Linked DNA regions of Gasterosteus aculeatus: region 1 is linked to region 2. Evidence: chromatin contacts called from public Hi-C data. All regions are on one chromosome and are shown on one strand. Each heading gives the region's core, a stretch centred on a gene start, on an enhancer-like site or on the middle of the called end of the contact. The rest is flanking DNA. Distances are from core to core; before and after follow the strand shown.

Region 1 (3,591 bases), core at 337-2,836, 79 kb after region 2:
GACCTTATTATCCTTAAGATATTTTCCGAGCAAACATGTACAAAATATATATAATAATAAAAAAATTAAATAACAACCAAAAAGGAGAGCGTGCCGGTCCGTCCTGTGGCCGATCCGGAACAGAGACGGAGCGCGCGGCGGGTCGTTACGACGGGAGACGACGGCACACCAACATTGCGGTGCAGTCACAAAGTCAATGTCAAATTGCAGGCGGCTGCAGCTTTACAGCAGTGAGCGTTTAAGCTTATCTGGCTCGCTGGGAAACCACACGCAGGCGCGGACACAGCGACACACACATACGCGCGCGCGCACGCACACACACACACGGACACAACACATGCACGGCGGATTAACACGGGCAAAGTGAGCGATACCGTCACATGCACCGGGGAGGGGAAAAGTAGGAGGAAAAGCCCGGCGTTTTTACCTTGAGCGTTTTGTCGTGGGGTCTCTCATCACCATACATTCTCTTATTTCTCCGAATTTACTAAAATAGTCTCTAAGGCTGTCTGTGGATAGAGAACAAAAAACATGTCGGGGAAGGGGAGAGAGGGGGGGGGGGTGTTATTTGACAGAAACATATGGCTATGCTGTTGTCACTGCATTTCAAACAAGAACACACACACACACAGTAATACAACATTTAAAAAGAAAAACCCCGCGATGCGCATAGGGGTCGAATAGAGGACTTCATGTGGACGGAGATCAAGAATAACATGGTGCGCACACACACACACGCACACACACACACTAGTGAGATATCCCGTACAGTACACTGCTGCACGGTGCACATTCGCACATTACACCCGCCGCCGCCGCCGCGGCCACAAACGAGCACTCAGTCACAGCGACAAAACAACACGGAATACCGGGACACGGCGGAACAGAGAACAACAGTGTCTCACCTGGTGAGGTTTGCCAGCTGAGGCCACCGATAAACATTTTACTGTAAGGGGAAAACACAACAGAAGTGAGTCCAGATGTCAGTTCGGCCATTTTGACGACTAACTACTTCTAAAAGCGACCTTAAGGGATAAAAGCGAGACTGTGGAAACGCGCTGGCGCTTAGCAAATGTATAAATATAGATATAGTCTCGCTACATAAAAGGGGGGGGGGGGACACTCTCGCTACAAAAGCTGAAGGGGGGGCTTTCAACTGAACGTGGAAACGGACCCGTGCACGGTTTAAGTGCGTACTGTGGGGGGACGAATCCAGCACGGCAGTCGAAGTCCTCGCTTAAGATGTTGTAACGTGAAAGAAAGAAAGAAAAAAAAAGCAACAAAACAAAACAAACAAAAAAAAAAAAACGGACCGTAGAATACGTTTGGAAAGATTCTTACCCCGGGTCATGTTGTGAATCATTTAGGCTTCCGGATGTGGCTTGACTCCCGTCTGCTTCCATATCTATTTCAAACTATAGGCTGGGACTACAGTAACAGTGACAGACACACACAGATACGGGCAGGAGATATGCAAAGCCCCGCTATGAGAATATTACTGAGCCGGGAATGAAAGCGTCACACGTGGGATCAGCTCAGCCCCCTGCTCCCTCCCTCCCTCTCTCAGCACGCGCTACCTTGGCCCACAGGGGGCGGAGCCTGCCTCTGTCACCTAACCAATCCAATTGACGTCAATTCAGGCAATCTGCAAACCAATCCTCCGATTTGTCATTTAATTAAGCACTAAGCCACTGGAGGTGAAAGTGGCTTAATGCTCTTCTAAATCAATGGACACATAGCATTTAAATAAAAAAATAAATTAAAAAAAGCTCTGTCCAAGAAAGGGTCCTCTTAATTAGCGATGTTTGCTTATTATAATCCCGCCGACAGGTGAGCCTTTACAAAGATTACTTTGTACTAATTTAATAACTTGTTATTCCTCCGACGCGCAATATCGTCCCTCAGACAGAAGCGAAGATAATGGGTTAATTCCTCATACATGTTAATATTGAAACGATCCTGATTGTATATGGCTTGCAAGGGTTTTACAATTATTAAATATTTGAAATGAAATTCTGCACTTTATGACTTTAAAATGGTGATTCACACAGATGACACAGCATATTCACATTGGAGATGATTTTTATTAAGGTCATTTAACCCATCTTATCTTGGTGTACATTTAATGGTCCTTTCAGCTCTAAAAAGGATCAATGCAATGCTACAGCATCAACAATGCAATGTTATAATGTTAATATAAACAACAACATGTACATTTAAATATGTTTAAGTTACAGCTCAGAATATGCAGAGTATCAGAATTCGAAATGAGTTAAAAGGTGCCCAACACACATTAGGCATTGAGGTGAACCTTTATGAAAGCCAACAAAGAATAACCAGCAGACATCAATACAGTTATCTATACATGCAGTGGATTGATTAGCCATTTTTTAATGTAGATTACCTGTAATGAGCTGCAAGGGGGCAGAGCTGGCATGTTGAGATAATCTGCCTCTGCCCTCTGGTGACCCCGAGGAAGAAGACGAGGAAGGCAAAGAAAGGAATGTGTAAACAAACGTGCACAACATTTCACGGTGGGTTAATATATGTTTTCGGTACACATTTTCTTACACAGTGCTATCTATAGAATACAAGAAAAGGAAATCTCATGTACAAATTATGCTTTAAATTATGCATTATACATTTTCTTGCATCCGCGCCACATTTCCGCTCACAGAACTCGATAGACAAAAAGACAATACATTCTCTATAAATGCACTTTCCATTTGTCGTGGCACAAGAATAATTACAACAAAACGTCCCAAGCTCCGCGTGAAACGTGACTAGTGATCCTGTTTCATTATTCACAGTTTTCTTTTTTTAACAGGCCCGTCTGTGCTGACTGTTCGGGGCACTACCAGAGGGGATTTCTTATCTAGCCAAGCAGCATGTTTTTGAAACAATGACTAAGATAAACCACAAATAACATGACTTTTGACAGTTTAACAGCTAGGACTCTGTCATTAGTTTGGGGACACCCCACGTTGTGACTGTCTTTATCTGTGAAACAAATTAATGGAGGCAAATGGTGGCCAGTCCTTGTAGCTCCGGAGTCTCAAAGAAAATGAAGATTTGTCACTTTACTTACCTTCTACGCACCATTTTTCTGTTCCATGTCATTTAGTGAAACATTTAAGATTATATTGCTGTTGCAAGTTTCAAAAGTTGTCAAATGTGTGACGGTACCCTACAGCATGTGCCTCCAACGTGACGGTGGATAAGGAGAAAAAATTGCATCCACTCATGCAGCAGCAGAGATAGAAAGAGAGAGAAGAATGAGGGAGGCTATAAATTGATGCAGGAATATGAGCTCTGTAGAACAACACGCTTTAAAACGATCACAAGGTGTGCAAAAATACAGTGGATTTAACACATGAAGAGCAACTTGTTTTATGCTCAAATAAAAACACTGGGGTCTCCGGTTCCACAGTGGGGTTGTGCATTATTCCGCCTTTTGAACATTGTTATCAATGCTTTTCTCTTTGCTGTTGTTGCTCCGTGAAGAGTGCAAAGTCAAACGTGACAGAAAGGTAACATCAGGTGTGACGTTTTTATAATATACGATCACGGCTTGTGAACCAGGTTTGGACC
Region 2 (3,648 bases), core at 683-3,182:
CCTAAATCTCCTTAAGGTCACTTTCAAAATCTGTGTTTCGTAATCAGCTAGCAAGTAAATGTTTCACAGGTAAACGTGGAAGACGGGTGGAAAAACCGCAGTTTGGTGATCAACGGGGGTGGGGGAATTATTGACAAATTCTCCAGGTCCAATTCAAACCCTCCCTTATTGTGTCAGTCAATAGAATAGTTGGGACCATGAAATATAGATTTTTTTTTCACTCCCATGGTGAATAACTGTGCCTCTTGTGCCTGGTCCACATCTTCTAAAAGATTAGCGTTGACAGCGGCCATGTCCAACGCACTCGCCAGGACTTCCCCCAGCCGATGCAACCTGCGGCTCATGAAGCTGTTCCACTGACAGGGGCCTTGGCCCCTTTCGAGCCTTGCAGAAGCGAGTGTGTCAGCCATGCAAAATGGAGAACAGATGTGGTGTATGGGCAGAGTAATATAGTCTTAGGCTGCCTCCACTGCACCTGATGATATGGAGCCAATAGGGGCATTTGTCAAATGCAATCAGGTGTGATGGAGAGAAGAGATAGAGCGGGGATAGATAGAGGGGGGAGTGGAGGGGGGGCTGAACAGCTTGAGCCCTGCCAAACTCTCTTTCCGAGCCTCAGCTGCGCTGGGAGGGGGACGGAGGGGATGGGGGGGGGGGTTTAGCAGCAAAGGACCAAAACAGGGGCTCAGCACTGAAAGAGAGTATCGCTTGCAACAAACCTAAAGCACACAAGAGAGAATTACCAACTTCAAAAAACTGGATAATTTACAGTGTACGCTGAAATGTTAGACCAAAAAAAACAAGTTCACCTCAAATTCACAAATTTTCTGAAAATGCCACGAGGTCAGATTTTAATCAAAAGGTAAGAGACTCAACTCTTCATTTCTGTGTGAACTATGACGCTATCTCCCTGCTGCTGCTCTTTTCTAAGCCTATAAAAAGGTCCACAAGGTCAGAATAAAGGCCAGGGCAGTCCCTCGGGGAGGGCACTTGAATGGAAAGTCTGAATCTGATTTACAGTTTGGCCACATGTGCAAGCTGCCAACAACTAGGCAGCCAGCCAGGCCGAGTGGGAGAGAGGAGCGTGTCTGTGAGGCGGCAGGTAGTAATGAATGCTGGGTATATATATAAATATATTGACAAAATCTTGCATTACACAGAGCACTGTACAAGGCGGGTGAGTAAACATATTGTTGGGTATGGGATCAACACCTTGTGCGAGCAATCTTGTTTGACTTGAAGAACCAAATCCGCTTCAACTTCAGCGGCACGTTATGACTCCTCACACTGTGAAGTGTCCCTTCTTTATGGAACGGGACGATTGCGTCTCTTTTGCATGTGTTGCGTCCTTAAACCAGATGGCAACGAGGCAATTTTGTTAAATTATTCCTAATTAAAAAAAGGAACGCTATTGGTGGAAAATTAGCCATAAACCAAATTGTTCTTTTTTTTTGTCTAAACTAAACATTAAAACCAACATTAGAACATAATTCAGACACATGTGCCAGTTTACTAATTCAAATCTTTTGCGCCGTGGGATGGAACTCATGTTGTTTAAATACCTCTTGCTCTCTAAATTACACGAGGCACCATTATGTGCCCTTCTGCATTCTTCTTTTGAAGTACTTATTGCTGAAGGAAACAATGATGACTTCCCAACATGTCTCCATTTGAAAAATAATAAAAGGTGGATATTTTGTTGTGGTATGTTTGCAACCTTGACATCCAGTATCAACTATGTTATCCATGCCTGCATCATGCAGATGTTAAAAGCGGGTAAATAACACACACTGTGGGAGGGGAGAGGGGGGTGGGGGGGGCTGCCATGACTGCACCACCAACCCGCACAAAAACACATTGGCATCACCGCAGCCTACGGTGCACAGCTGTAGCTCGGCTGGCAGGACAAAGACAATCAGGGAACACTGCTGCAGCTGGACTTTGCACCGGGACTGGCTAAGACGCCGTCCCAGTACTGAGACTGGAAACACACACACACACACACACACACCCTGACGAGTACGTACATGTATTGAAATAGGCAAACTATGGCTGCATAGAAATTGGGTGAAAGGACGGCAAATCCGCATCAGCACACAGCGACTGTAAAGCTCTGATAACAACAGGTTTCGGGGAATGCATTCAGCAAATTCAGAGCGCCTCATTTCTCAGTTCTTTCTTTCAGTGAAGTCGAGGGTGAATTCCACGTGCCTGTCAAGATGTAACAGAGTCTCGACGCGTAACTTCTCATCGCGGCATTACTTCCCAAAGGGACATTCGCTACACAAGTCTGTTTCACCAACAAAACCAACCGCACGCACGACACAAACACGTGCGCACACGAGATATTTGCTCAAATACAAGGGCCATTGTATTTGTATTGGGCCAAAATCAAATTGATGCAATATGCAAACGTATATGCTATATTCATATTTTAGCATATGCTCCCTGAGCAATGCAACCACATTGAGGGCAGGTTAACAGGACACACGGGTGCAATGGCAGCTCCTGTTCTATGTTAGTCTCACTTCCAATTCAATGGAAGGAACTTTCTTTTTTTCACACACACAAATCCACACGGCGAGCCGGCAGCTGGAAGAGCTGCTTGGCAGATGCTTCGATGCAATCAACTCGTCACTTGAGCGTGACACCGCCTGTCCATTTTGTGCTCACCTCGTATCACATTCAAATGAAATTCAAAGGTGTTTACGACCCCCCCTTCCTTCCCAACTCCCCCCTGCCTCCCTCTCTCTTTTCCACCCAAACATGCTACCAGCAGCTAACTGCAGACCATCTCCATTGTATGACACAGTGGAGGGTCGGAAGATTTGCTTCCAGGTACGACAAAGGAGCTGCATTTAGAGGGCATGCGATTGTCCTGCTGTGCTACCGAGAGATAACTCATGAAGAAAAAGAAGAAAAAGAACACAGGCAAAATGTTAAGTGACACTAATTTGGTCGAGCCAATTCAATGGGTTTTAATGAAATACAATTTCTGCTTGGGCAATACTCCCACCAGTTGGCCTGAGTGTCGGTGAGAGGGAACATTAACATATCCCTGTCCATCATAAACACATCCGACACAGCTGGTTTCCCCTAAACCACCAGGGGGAGAAAAACCCCTGTGCTTGTGCGAGAGTCAGACACCACACACACACACACACACACACATGTATTTGGTGAGGTTAATTTTTCAATCACAATCGAAATGCATTTTCACTCTTGACACACGCCTTTTTCAACTACGTAATTTTATTTCAGTGGGTAATTTGTCTTTAAAAGGGGGACGAGTGCTCCTCGGTGGCTTTTACAATGTGTGTTCAGCTGGAAGGGAGTGATGCTGGGCTGGCAGTGGGCTTATCAAAAACAAGTTGAGGCAACGCTCCGGGCAAGACAGAAAGAAGGATAAAAATCCCTGCTTCTGCTCAACTAACCATCAAACCTAATTACCTGTGGATAGGACTTATGGGCCACATGTTGGGTTCAAAGTTTCCTGATCAGCAAGCAGCTTGGGAGGGAGCTTTAATGTGTGTGTGTGTGTGTGTGTGTGTGTGTGTGTGTGTGTCTTTGTGAGCGTCTGTGTGAGCGTCTGTGTGCGTGGGTGCCTGCGTGCGCGTGCAAGATTCTGGTCAATGTGTCCGTGACAAA

What was found. A called contact is a pair of places that touch in the nucleus more often than the background predicts.
Region 1: a contact with region 2 is called in a Hi-C map of whole body, with 2.6 times the contacts expected there. The contact joins the promoter of msi2b here to the enhancer-like site in region 2. A contact is called at or near these places in 4 of 6 Hi-C or Micro-C datasets (liver, skeletal muscle and whole body).

The regions. Positions count from the first base shown.
Region 1 is chr7:19,598,264-19,601,854 of fGasAcu3.hap1.1, forward strand. msi2b (musashi RNA-binding protein 2b) reads right to left here and starts at 1,587. Exons shown (of 14, transcript XM_078107409.1): 1 at 1,342-1,587; 2 at 906-946; 3 at 428-509. The coding sequence starts at 1,403.
Region 2 is chr7:19,519,074-19,522,721 of fGasAcu3.hap1.1, forward strand. All of the region lies in intron 6 of msi2b (musashi RNA-binding protein 2b), which reads right to left. Among protein-coding and RNA genes, the nearest start is that of msi2b, 79 kb to the right of the region's middle. Within about 2 kb of position 1,933, at least 2 of the 9 cell types and tissues checked have open chromatin away from gene starts, as enhancers often do.